2 separate regions of the Zea mays genome follow, and region 1 is linked to region 2. The links are chromatin contacts, called in public Hi-C maps. All regions are on one chromosome and are shown on one strand. Each heading gives the region's core, a stretch centred on a gene start, on an enhancer-like site or on the middle of the called end of the contact. The rest is flanking DNA. Distances are from core to core; before and after follow the strand shown.

Region 1 (6,971 bases), core at 4,294-6,793, 250 kb before region 2:
TTGCCACGCCATAAACCGGCTCTATCTGCATCGCCTCCTCAAGAATACCTCCTACGAACTCCTTACCGGTAACAAACCCAATGTCTCTTACTTTTGTGTATTTAGGAGCAAATGCTACATTTTGGTGAAGAAAGGTAGACATTCCAAATTTGCTCCCAAAGCTGTAGAAGGGTTTTTACTAGGGTATGACTCAAATACAAAGGTGTATAGGGTCTTCAACAAATCATCGGGTTTGGTTGAAGTCTCTAGCGACGTTGTATTTGATGAGACTAATGGCTCTCCAAGAGAGCAAGTTGATCTTGATGACATAGATGAAGATGATGTTCCGACGGCCGCAATGCGCATGATGGCGATAGGTGAGGTGCGACCACAGGAACAACAGGAGCAAGATCAACCATCTTCCTCTACAATGGTGCATCCCCCAACTCAAGATGATGGACAGGTTCATCAAGAAGAGGCGTGTGATCAAGGGGGAGCACAAGAAGAACAAACTATGGAGGAAGAAGCACCACTGGCCCCTCCAACTCAAGTCCGAGCGACGATCCAAAGAAATCATCCCGTCGATCAGATTCTGGGTGACATAAGCAAGGGAGTAACTACTCGCTCAAGATTAGCTAACTTTTGTGAGCATTACTCGTTTGTCTCTTCTATTGAGCCTTTCAGGGTAGAAGAGGCCTTGCAAGATCTGGACTGGGTGTTGGCCATGCAGGAAGAGCTCAACAACTTCAAGAGGAATGAAGTTTGGAGCCTGGTGCCACGTCCAAAGTAAAACATTGTGGGAACCAAGTGGGTGTTCCGCAACAAACAAGACGAGCATGGGGTGGTGACAAGAAACAAGGCTCGACTTGTGGCAAAAGGTTATGCCCAAGTCACAGGTTTGGATTTCGAGGAGACTTTTGCTCCTGTGGCTAGGCTAGAGTCTATTAGAATATTATTAGCCTATGCCGCTCACCACTCTTTCAGGTTGTTTCAAATGGATGTGAAGAGCGCTTTCCTCAATGGGCCAATAAAGGAGGAGGTGTACGTGGAACAACCCCCTGGCTTTGAGGATGACATGTATCCTGACCATGTGTTCAAGCTCTCTAAGGTGCTCTATGGACTTAAGCAAGCCCCAAGAGCATGGTATGAATGCCTTAGAGATTTCTTAATTGCTAATGCTTTCAAGGTTGGGAAAGCCGATCCCACTCTTTTCACTAAGACTTGTGATGGTGACCTGTTTGTGTGCCAAATTTATGTCGATGACATAATATTTGGTTCTACTAACCAAAAGTCTTGTGAGGAGTTTAGCAGGGTGATGACTCAAAAGTTTGAGATGTCAATGATGGGCGAGTTGAACTACTTCCTTGGGTTCCAAGTGAAGCAACTCAAGGACGGCACCTTCATCTCCCAAACGAAGTACACTCAAGATCTTCTCAAGCGATTTGGGATGAAGGACGCCAAGCCCGCGAAGACACCAATGGGAACCGACGGGCATGTCGACCTCAACAAAGGAGGTAAGTCTGTTGATCAAAAATCATACCGGTCTATGATAGGGTCATTACTTTATTTATGTGCTAGCAGACCAGATATTATGCTAAGCGTATGCATGTGTGCTAGATATCAATCCGACCCAAGGGAATGTCACCTTGTGGCCGTTAAGCGGATCCTTAGATATTTAGTTTCTACGCCTTGCTTCGGGATCTGGTATCCAAAGGGGTCTACCTTTGACTTGATTGGATATTCAGACTCCGATTATGCTGGATGCAAGGTTGATAGGAAAAGTACATCAGGGACGTGCCAATTCCTAGGAAGGTCCCTGGTGTCTTGGAGTTCAGAGAAACAAACCTCTGTTGCCCTATCCACCACTGAGGCCGAGTATGTTGCCGCAGGACAGTGTTGCGCACAACTACTTTGGATGAGGCAAACCCTCCGGGACTTTGGCTACAATCTGAGCAAAGTCCCACTCCTATGTGACAATGAGAGTGCAATCCGCATGGCGGATAATCCTGTTGAACATATCCGCACTAAGCACATAGACATCCGGCATCACTTTCTGAGAGACCACCAGTAAAAGGGAGATATCGAGGTGTTCCATATTAGCACCGAGAACCAGCTATAGCCGATATCTTTACCAAGCCGTTTGATGAGAAAACCTTTTGTAGGTTGCGTAGTGAGCTAAATGTATTAGATTCGCGTAACTTGGATTGATCTATAACATACATGTGTTTTATGCCTTTGATCATGTTACTTATACATTTATGCAATTTTTTGCTTATTTATGTTGCTCAAGTTGTGCAAGGGATCCCCGGACCTCATAAGTCCATGTGTGAATGATGCACATATTTAGGGGGAGAAGTGCTACAACTTGATCCTTTGAGACTAACCTTTGTGTTTGAGTGTACTTGATGTAGTCTCAAAGGTGCATTGAAAGGGAAAGGTGAACTTGGACCATGCAAAGACTTCCACTGCACTCCGATATTAGTGTACTCACCTCCAAGTTCATTCTTATGCTCTAGTTGCCTTTTGCTCTTAATTGACATTTTTGGTGAGGCAATGGGGTTCAAGGGCCAAGAATGATCCTGTTTTGGTGCTTAATGCTAAAGGGGGAGAAATTAAGGTCAAAGCAAATGGATCAGCTACCACTTGATAATTTTGAAAATAGTAGAGTTAGAATTTTTGATTTGTCCAAAATACTCTTATTGCAAAATTTGGTCTCTTGTGGGGGAGAATTTATGATTATGGGAAAAAGGGGGAGTTTTTGGCACTTGATCAATTTTTCCATTGGAATATCTCTCTTTGTGCCTAAACAAGTGTATTTGACTTAGAGATAGGAAAATGAATTTGATTTGCAAAAACAAACCAAATGGTGGCAAAGAATGATCCAAATATGTCAAAATTTGTGCAAATACAATTTTGTTCTAAATTGCATTGATGTTGCACTTCTTTTGGTTGCTTTTGAATGTGTTGGCATAAATCACCAAAAAGGGGGAGATTGAAAGGGAAATGTGCCCTTGGGCAATTTCTATTATGTTTTGGTGATTAAGTGCCCAACACATTTAAATAAATTCTTATGTGCTAAATGAAGAGAGAAGTGCAAATCGAAGAGAAGGTATGTTTCTAGACTTAGCACATAGTTTTTAAGTACTAATATGTTTTATCTAAGTGCTAGAAACAGTGAGAAGAGGAGAAGAAAAGAACCAAAAAGTCTTGGCTCGGTGCAGCCAAAACTCTGCTCAGTCTGGCACACTGGACTGTCCGGTGGTGCACCGGACAGTGTCCGGTGCGCCAGGCTGGCTTCCGGTGAACAGGCCACTCTCGGGAAAAATCGGCGACGTACGACTATAATTCACCAGATTGTCCGGTGGTGCACCAGACTGTCCGGTGAGCCAACGGTCGCCAGCGCAACGGTCGGCTGCGCAATCTGCGGGCGACGCGTGGCCCGCGCTAACGGTCGGCAGGGGCACCGGACTGTCCAGTGTGCACTGGACAGTGTCCGGTGCGCCATCGGGCCCAGAGCTGCAACGGCCATCTGCGCCAGAAAAGGAAGGAGATCGACATCGGACCGTCTACAGTGATTGTCCGGTGGCGCACCGGACTGTCCGGTACGCCACTCGACAGAAGACAAGGATGGCTTTCCTTGTTGGCCTCCAACAGCTCCTAGCTGCCTTGGGGCTATAAAAGGGACCCCTAGGCGCATGGAGGAGTCACCCAAGCTTATAAGAAACATTCTAAGACTCCAAGTCTCCAACTTCACGCATTCGATTCTTTGTGATAGTGACTTGAGCTCCATTTGAGTTGTGAACTCCGTGTGTTGTGTTTTGAGCTCAAGTTGTGACTTGTGTGCGTGATTGTGCTGTGATTTGAGTCTTGTGTGTGTTGCTCTCCCCTCCCTTACTTCTGTGCTTCTTTTGTGATCATCATTGTAAGGGCGAGAGGCTCCAAGTTGTGGAGATTCCTCGCAAACGGGAGAAATACTAAGAAAGGAAAAACTGTGGTATTCAAGTTGATCATCGGATCACTTGAAAGGGGTTGAGTGCAACCCTCGTCCATTGGGACGCCACAACGTGGAAGTAGGCAAGTGTTACTTGGCCGAACCACGGGATAAAATCGCGTGTCTCTTGTGTGCTTTCTCTTTGATTATCTGTGTTCACAAGAACTCGCTTCAAGCTACTTAGCCGTTCTAACTTTCATAACTAAGTTTTGTGGCTATTAGTGTTGAATTTTACAGGATCACCTATTCACCCCCCTCTAGGTGCTCTCAAGGGTATTACGCTCCGGTGGCCTGAACCACTCTAAACCTTTGTGCGTTCTTGTGTTCATCCCGAATCCACCTAGCAGGCAAAACGCTTAGGCCCCTTTCTCATCTTAGGATTTAGGGCGGGTGCGTTCCGCCACCCGGCCGGAGAATTTCCTCTCCGACAATATCCAAGTGTTCAAACCTATCAGTTTTCACCTTATCCAAAATGTTGCCCTTTCTAGCCTCTGTTTGAGCTATTTTGACTTTAACTCCTTCAATTTGCATAATGTGTTGAACTTTAACTCCTACACTCATAGACTTAGCAAACTAGTTAGTCCAATTGTTGTGTTGGATATTAATCACCAAAACAATAGAGACATGATTTAGTTGCCCATTTCTCTTTCAACTGCATAGAATCGTTGCATTCAACTTTGAGACCGCTTTTAGGATACACTTTTCCTTAAGATGATCATATTTTGCCCCTAACAACATCCAACGATTTACCCAAGACTGTATAAAACCCTTCTCGTGGTCCAGGTAATTGGTGGAGTGGACTTTCTAGCCATTTTGTATTTAAAAACCCTTCTCCACCTAATTATGCATAACAAACATTTAATACATAGAGTTTTGTAATTTCCTGATCTAAGCTTAAACTAGAACTAAAAAAATACTGAATATCTAAACAAATTTGATGGATACTCAAACAAAAGTAAAACATTTAGACTAAACCGAATAAAAAAGCAAAGGTTTAGCCTGACCCTAAGCCTAGTTTGGATACTTTAGTATTGAGCTCAATCCACATGTATTGAGGTGGATTGAGGTGTAACTTAAACTAGTTTATACCCTAATCCACCTCGATACACGTGGATTGAGGTTAATGTTAGAGTAACCAAACAAAGCCTAAAGCCTAGTTTGGATACTTTGGGATTGGAGTGTTTCGAAGGGATTGGAGAGGGTGCAAATCCCTAATAGATCAAATACTCTCTCAATACATTTTAATCCACTCCAATCTCATTTATTATTAAGTATATCCAAAGTAGGCCTAAGAAGTTACGGAGTGTAAAACAACAAAAAATTCTATATAGGTCCCTGCCACACCTATAGCTATAGATTTACGAAGACGGGATATAAAATTAAAATCCTAATCATTTTCCTTTATAAAAATAAAAAGGTTATGGGATAGAGATATATAATCATGGGTCTCACTGAGCCCAACGCCAAAGCCCACAGTCAAAACCCCCACATCTCTCCACTCCCCAAGAACAGGCCGAGTCACCCAGACCTAGCCACTCCCCAGCAGGCAAGCAACCTCGCCAAAACCCTACGCCGCTCAACTATGCTCATCCGGCGACCGCTCCAAACCCTCACCCTCCCCCTCCTCCGCCGCCACTTCTCCGCCGCCACCGTCGAGGCCTTTGTGTCCCCCGACCAAGCCACCGACCCGCTCTCCCCGCCGTACGACTACCTCCCGGGCCACCCGCGGCCAGACGCTAAGCACAATGAGGTGATCCTCGCCGTCCCGCGCGCCTCTTCGGGGCGCCACGTAGCCGCCAAGGAGCGCAAGGCCGGGCGGGTCCCCGCCATCGTGTTCGAGCAGGAGAACGGACAGGAGGGCGGCAACAAGCGCCTCATCTCCGTTCGGGCCAATCAGATCCGCAAGCTCGTCGACCACCTCGGCCGGTCCTTCTTCCTCTCCAGGCTGTTCAGTCTCCAGGTCTGGTCAGAACATGCCGGGCAGGGCGAACTCATCGAAAGCGTCCGCGTCCTACCCAGAAAGGTGTGTGACTTTTCTGTTGGATTTAATTGTTTTTTCCACAACAGATTTATAGTAATTGCTAATGTCTATTTGTCTGCGATGATGGCATAGGGGTTACTGCAATTTTTTAAAGCTTGCACAACTCAACTGAGGGACGCACAGGCATTATTGTGTAAGAGTGTGGTTAGTGGAGATAGGTGTTTTGGATGGAAAAAATATTTCTGTTACGGTTGTATAGTTGCTCCATTTCTTGGTGAAAGTTATGAAGACGGTGTTTGCTTGTTGAGAAATATGGAAATCAAGAAGATTTAGTGGTGGCTTTACAGCAGTAAACAAATAAAATTCGAATGGCAAAGCGGTCTAGGACTATATGTTTGGTTCCATAGGACTAAACTTTAGTCCCTTATAGTCTATTTTAGTCCCTAAATATGGGGACTAAAAGGAAATCAATCTGATTTCCTCTCCTCTTTTTAGTCCTATCTTTGGTAATTTTGAGACTAAAAAAGAGGGACTAAAGTTTAGTCTCATGGAACCAAACATGCCCTAAGTAGTTCGCTGACCATCAGTTGTTATGCTGGTTCAGAGGTATCTGAGCAAAAGTTCTGTTACATTAGGGCCCGTTTGGTTTCTTTAGTCCAGGGACTAAAAATATTCAAAACGTATTAAATGAATCGTAAGAGGACCAAAATACCCTTAGCATTCTCCTGCCATTAGTGCAACTGAAATAAAGGAGGGGTGAAAAGTGGAATTTATATGGTTTAGTCCCTTTTAGTCACTCCTTGAGAGACTAGAGACAAACAGTTTAGTCCCTGTTTTAGTTCCACCGTTTGGCAATTTAGGGACTAAATGAGACTAAAATGGAGGGACTAATCTTTAGTCCCTCAAACCAAATGGGGCCTTAGTTTATTGAACAAGATGACGACACCCCTTGGTTGAATGTTGTTCCTGTGGTTGTGTTTTTTTGGTTGAACTTTGATCTAGTTGTGGAAAACATGAAAT
Region 2 (6,906 bases), core at 2,510-5,009:
TATTCCTTCCAAAAGAAAGCTAATAAATGTTATTCTACATTAATGTAAAAAAATACTAGCAGGTATACCAAACAATATAGCTAATTACTACAACTAATCACAAGCGCAAACCCCAACTTCTAACCTTGATCCGTAACTACCTTGAAATCTAGGAGACAATATAATCAGATCAAAGACAAGAAAATATTAAAATTTCTTAAGTCAAAGCGTGGTAAGTTGATAGATAAGCATGGCCAAAGTAGAAGAAACGAGAGAACTAAAACCTTTAGTCGATCCAGTTTCCTCACAGCTCTGATGCTTTCTCTTGAAACAGCACCTTCAGGCCAATTTAATCGTGTTGCTCTCCTAAAATATTTCTGAGCTGAAGAGCTATACATTTGAGGTGGTATACATGTAAGCACAACGAATGAATATTAAAAATGAAGGAAAGAAACAAAAAAAAGATTACAAGAGTTCCCAAGAAATTTCAATGCCACAAATTAAATATAACAAGCAGGCAATACACATGCAAAATTACCAAATACAAGGAACAATAAACAAAAAAAAGGGGTAGGGAGGGCAAGTTAGTATTAGTAGTGGCCATAAAGGCAGTTATTAACTTCGAAAATCAAGGTACAATAAACAAAATAGAATAAATAAAAGGCAGCTATTAGCTTTGAAAATTCAAGTGGCAAACTGGCAATAAACAAAATAGAATAATGAAACAATATGAAAGTTATGTACACTGATACTCTGCTAATCATGAAACATAATGAAGTGTAACAGATTAGAAACGTTCAATAAATAGAGAAGAAAGTGTTATTTCCTCAAAATGTAACTCTGATACTCTAATGCAGCAAAATCAAATGCATCATTCTCTCAAAATGCTTAAACAAATGAATGTTCAATAAATAGGCAAGAAAGCACAGTAAAACCAAAAATCCTAGCCCCATCAAAAAAAGAACTTTGAACATCAAGCAAATAAAGATATGCTTCAAAAGCTGATTTGAACACATACATTTCATTCAAAAGATAAAATAATACGCAAATTAAGATTGCAAGTAACGCACCTTGCTTTCCGTATCATATCCTCTGGTAGAGGTCCCAAAACCCTCTCCATCATTGCTAGGTGTTCCAGATTCTCGTGTGTCTGAAACAATGCTTCCCCCTAAAAAATGTGATGTTAGGAAAACAATTACCAGACTGGTACTAGAAAAATAAAGTGTGTGAAGAGATCTAACAGAGCATAGCTCAACAAGAATACAGCCAACACTCCAAATATCACATGGAAAACTCCAGCCTAAACCTGCAAAAGAAACATCCAACATCAGAACTAATGACATACAGAATTGGAGAAGAAACCTTTAGCAACTATCATGATAGCTGACATGGCCACTAACGAAATAGTATAAAAGATCTAACTCTTATTCTGCACACAAGCATAGAACTCAGTTCAATCAATTTCAACAATACAGTGCGATATCGCTCAACCATCAACTGTAAAACTAAATATGTGCAGAAAACACCAAACCATCAAAGAGGAAGAAGTACCACCTGTTTCTTTCAGATTTGATTAAAACACATCATTTAGGAGTAAATAAGAGTATGAATCAGGATGTGCCAAGACTTTGCTAAGATTTTGGACGATGTCTGTTTTACTCTATCGAGCATATTTAAGAGCACATAAATCTTCACACTGAATTATCATAGTCCATATCTCAAACAAGATAAAACTGAATCAAATCTTCAAAAATAACCAATTTACCTAATATTATTTCAGGTGCCCTATAATGCCTCGTAGAAACAATCGAGTTATGGTTCCGATTATCAAAGGCGGTACTGCCAAAATCTATCAGCTTTATGGCACTGGACTTCGGCAAGCACTTGAAATGCATTTCACCTTGCGAATTCTTCTGTACAACCCCAAGCAATCATTCAAGAAAACTGCAAATACTGTATTCCTAGTAAAGAAATAGCAGACAATCACTAAAAGAGTGGGTGAGAATAGGCACCTTTGTACTTGGAACTTTTATATACTCAGAAGAGACAAGTAGTATGTTTTCTGGCTTCAGATCAGTGTGGATAAGCCGCAACTCATGCATATCTGTTACAAAAGAAAAGATGGTTAACACTGCCCCTTTGAAGCAATAGAAAAGTGAAGCCAATGCTACCAAATTAGCTAATAATTGATGTGCAGAATCAAGCAATAACTAACACACATGCTACAGATTCCAACAGTTGCCGTCCAAACTCCCGCACAAGTTCCACAGGGAAAGGTTGGTATCTATTTCTCTTTAGAAAATCATACAAGCTTGGCCCAAGCTTCTCAAAAACCTGACAAAATCATTGATATCCATTGAATAAAGAATATTTTTAATTTGTGACCATATGAGGGAACCTTCACGAGCGAAGAACAAAAAGACTATACTACAGGCGATTTATCATAATTTCTATAGACAAGTCTCTCATTCCATACAATGTACTGGGAGGGCCAATAAGATAAATATTATAAACAACCAACACATCTGCAAAAAAATGCATTCTCAAAATTGGTAACTGACTTTTAGAAACTAGTATAATTGACCAAAAGCTAGTACTTACAATGCATATATGATTACGATAGTCAAACCATCTCTGAATTTGAACACAACTGACAAATTGAAGAGGAACTGTCAAGTCAGAAACAGAATAGGGTTATACTTTAAGTAATTAGGTCTCTGAGATACTCACAGAGATCTGTACTTTTCATTTTCTGCAAGGCGATTGAGCACATCTATCTCAATCATTGCAGCATCACGGTACTTGCGGATACTGCGAACAACTTTTATGGCAACATATTCATGTGTTTCACGGTCCCAGCATTCCAAAACACGCCCAAATGTACCTACGAAAATCCAACTCGTAGCCCTCTTCATTAGAATAATAACGGAGATACCCAGCAGAAGAGGAGACGACAGATTGCAGAAAACCCAAACCTTCTCCCATTTTGCTCAAGATTTTATCTGTAAAGCTAAAAAGCATTCTGTCAATAAACATAACCATATATCAAACTAAATCTAAGTCCAAAAGGATACTGGGAACTATGTGAACCACATACTGCATAAAGTTTGTTACTTTTTTGCGAAAAAAGGTTATTGCTATTAAAATCACAAAAACTAAAGATCAGAATGGGAACCCTGCTTCACACATTATTAGCTTGATACGACAAAGGAAAACCTAAAGGTGTACTAACTGCCAGTTTGCAAACGGGGTCTTATAACAATAAAAAAGCAGATAAAACCAAAATAAGAAAAAGATGTTGCCACTAATTACAAATTATTAGACACAACTAAACGATATATCCATGCACAAGGGCTCGAGGAACTGAAGGAGAGAGTCAAAGAGTCGGGAACTCACATCGGCGGGTCAAGTTCTCGCCAAGGTCGAATACGAAGTGTCCATCACGGTCATCCTCCCTCCATGGTGGCGACGCGCCACCCCTCGCTACCTGCGTGCACAGCGTGGCCAAATCTGCATCAGCACAGCCTGAAACCCCGCAAATCTGCGAGTACTCACGAGCAAAGCGGGCCCTACCACTTCTCGCTCTGGTGGCGGCGCGGCGGCACAGTCATGCGCCTGGCGCGTCCGCTTCCGAGACCGCGATGACTCCATGCGAAACTCCGATTCGATGAGGACGAAACAGAGAGAAACCCTAGAAGGAGAAAGGCTGTCGGGGCTCGGGGCGCGCTAACGGCGGCGAGGAGCAGGTGGGAGCGGGGACTCGTGGCGGGCTGGGGCCCGCGTGGAAGTGAGCACTGAGCAGGATGGGTCAGCGGGAGACTGGTCTGGGATCGGGAGATTCTATGAGGGCCATCTGGGCTCAACCTGGCTTTGGGGCTTTGTGCTCAGGCCATTTTGGGTTACACATGTTACGGCCTTCTTGGGAATGAAGGATAAAAAAACATAGAAATAGGAAAAACATGGGAATAGAGATGGTGGATGTTTTGAACCCTACAGAAATTGAAAATATAGGAATTCAGGTGAAAATGTCTTTGGTGGCACCATAGGAAAAAATAAAGGAATCACCTTGTTGTGGTTTTGAATTTGAATCGAGGCATCTGTTGCATAGTGGCAGCAACCAAGAAAAACGGCGCGAAAGGTTGTAGACGCGTGTGAAAAGTAGCCTCAACGTGTAAACATTCCTGCCATAAATTATTCTAAAGGCTCCTTTGGATCAAAGGATTTCACGGGGAAACTTGGATTCTCATTCCTATAGGATTTGGTACTATAGTTTCGAAAGTTATCTCGGACCGTCCGGCTACATTACGGTTGCAGACTGTCTAACCCCTTACACCGGACTGATCGGATATGTCATAGATCGTCCGGCATATTTGTCGGACCATCAGACCCAACACACACCCGCGCACAGACTATCTAGGTCGCGCCATATATGGCCAGACCATCCGGATATAACCTCGGATCATTGAGCCCCATCATGGACCATCCAGCCCCTTAGCCGGACAGTCGAGGTATACGTACACAGAACAGAACCAGGAGCTACATAATATGCACATTTTTCACATCCATCATAGCAGCACTACGCTACTCCACCAGCGGCATATTATAATCATGTCATGCCACCTCATATGCACATGGCCGAATATTCTTCGGCCACCAGAGAGCCCGAGAGATATAGGGCAGAAGGTGGTGGCATTAATAGGACACCTAACACGCATCTTGAACATCCCCTAGGAGGAAAGTCGACAAAATAATGTCAGGCAACCTGAGATTTTCACCCTCAAACTTAATGGATGGTCACTAGACATGGTGGAAAAGATTAGGGACGAAGTAGCTAGGTTGTTCAGAGATAAACTCGATGTTAGTGTGCCAGGCATGGGGCAGTCATATCGGAAACCTTATAGTCACTGATTTGTCGTCTTGCCATATCCACAGGGAACTAGACTATCGGATTTCTCTAAATTTTCCGGTGAAGGCGGAAAAAACACGCATGAGCATATAAGACAATTCTTAGGACACCTAGGAGAATTGGTTGGTAGGGAAGCCTATCGTGTTTGTTTATTCTCGCTATCCCTGACTGGTACCGCATTCGCATGGTATGCAACCCTAGCACCTAACTCTATTAACTCTTGGGATAAATTAGAGCAGAAATTTTATGAACACTTTTTCTCAGTAGAACCTGAGTTAGAATTAACTGATTTAGCTTTAGTCCAGCAGGGGGGCGAAGAACCGGTTAATGACTATATCTGGAGGTTCCAAGACACTATAAACCGATGCTTTCAGATCCATATCACGGAAAATATTTAGAAGGGCTGACTTTTAATGGGTTGTGATCTTACTTAAAAGAGAAATTGGATGGCACATAGTTTATTTTGTTAGTGCACTTGCACTAGCGGGCAAAAGTCGAAGTAGAGAGAGGCATCAAAATCGGCTAGCCATAAGATGCATCTAGTGGGGCACGATAGTTAGGATGATGAATCCATGGATATATATACCGTCGAACTTGTTTGGCCAACACAGGCTAAACCTTCTATATGTTCTTCTTTGAAGTCGGTTCAAAAGAATCAGCAAGAAGATAAATTTACTTTTAACATTGCCAAATGTGATAAAATATTTGACGAGCTAGTATAAAGTGACTGAAAGGGAATTAGGCTTACACCTAGTTCCTAATTGATTTTGGTGGTTGAATTGCCCAACACAAATAATTGGACTAACTAGTTTGCTCTAGTCTATAAGTTATACAGGTGTCAAAGGTTCACACTTAGCCAATAAAAAGACCAAGAATTGGGTTCATCAAAGAGAGCATGGGATAACCGAAGGCAGCCCTGGTCTGGCGCACCGGACTGTTCGGTGTGCCACCAGACATTGTCCGGTGCACCAGGGTACTCCAAGCCAAACTTCGCACCTTCGGGAATTCTCAGAGGCGCTTCGCTATAATTCACCGGACAGTGTCCGGTGCTCCAGGGAAGAGCGACTCTGAACTCGCCAACTTCAGATTCACGCTCCGCTATAATTCACCGGACATGTCCGGTGCACACCGGACTGTCCGGTGAGCCAGCGGAGCAACGACTACTTCGCGCCAACGGTCGTCTGTAACGCATTAAATGCGCGCCAGCGCGCGCAGAGGAGCAGAGCACGCACGGGTGGCACACTGGACAATCTACAGGAATTGTTCGGTGCGCCACCGGACAGCCAGGCGGGCCCACACGTCAGAGCTCCAACGGTCGGAATCCAACGGCCTGGTGACGTGGCTGGCGCACCGGATAGTGTCCGGTGGCGCACCGGACTGTCCGGTGTGCCATGCGACAGCAGCCTCCACCAAACGGCTAGTTTGGTGGTTGGGGTTATAAATACCCCCAACCACCCCACATTCAAGTCATCCAAGTTTCTCAACTTCCAACCACTTACAAGAGCTAGGCATTCAATACAAGACACACCCAAGTGATCAAATCCTCTCCCAAATTCCACAAAAGCTTTAGTGTTAAGTGAGAGTGATTTGTTGTGTTCTTTTGAGCTCTTGCGCTTGGATTGCTTTCTTCTTTCTCATTCTTTGCTTGTGATCAAAACTCAATTGTAACCAAGGCAAGAGACACCAATTATGTGGTGGTCTTTGCGGGGAAGTTTTGTTCCCGGTTGATTTGAGAAGAGAAAGCTCACTCGGTCCGAGGGACCGTTTGAGAGAGGGAAAGGGTTGAAAGAGACCCGGTCTTTGTGACCGCCTCAACGGGGAGTAGGTTTGCGAGAACCGAACCTTGGTAAAACAAATCCGCGTGTCACACTCTTTATTTGCTTGCGATTTATTTTGCACCCTCTCTCGCGGACTCGATTATATTTCTAACGCTAACCGGGCTTGTAGTTGTGATTAACTTTGTAAATTTCAGTTTCGCCCTATTCACCCCCCCCCCCTCTAGGCGACTTTCAATTGGTATC

Evidence for each region. Hi-C and Micro-C count contacts between places; a contact is called where the count stands out from the background.
Region 1: a Hi-C map of leaf shows a contact between it and region 2, with 5 times the contacts expected there. The contact joins the promoter of LOC100274018 here to the promoter of LOC100193018 in region 2. A contact is called at or near these places in 3 of 25 Hi-C or Micro-C datasets (ear, leaf and tassel).

What each region holds. Positions count from the first base shown.
Region 1 is chr8:144,504,859-144,511,829 of Zm-B73-REFERENCE-NAM-5.0, reverse strand. It overlaps LOC100274018 (Ribosomal protein L25/Gln-tRNA synthetase anti-codon-binding domain), which reads left to right and starts at 5,543. Exons shown (of 3, transcript NM_001148403.1): 1 at 5,543-5,993. The coding sequence starts at 5,553.
Region 2 is chr8:144,255,691-144,262,596 of Zm-B73-REFERENCE-NAM-5.0, reverse strand. LOC100193018 (putative protein kinase superfamily protein) reads right to left here and starts at 3,759. Exons shown (of 12, transcript NM_001358523.1): 1 at 3,553-3,759; 2 at 3,376-3,466; 3 at 2,955-2,981; 4 at 2,710-2,863; 5 at 2,581-2,629; 6 at 2,199-2,313; 7 at 1,992-2,083; 8 at 1,745-1,892; 9 at 1,221-1,285; 10 at 1,050-1,147; 11 at 264-369. The coding sequence starts at 3,630.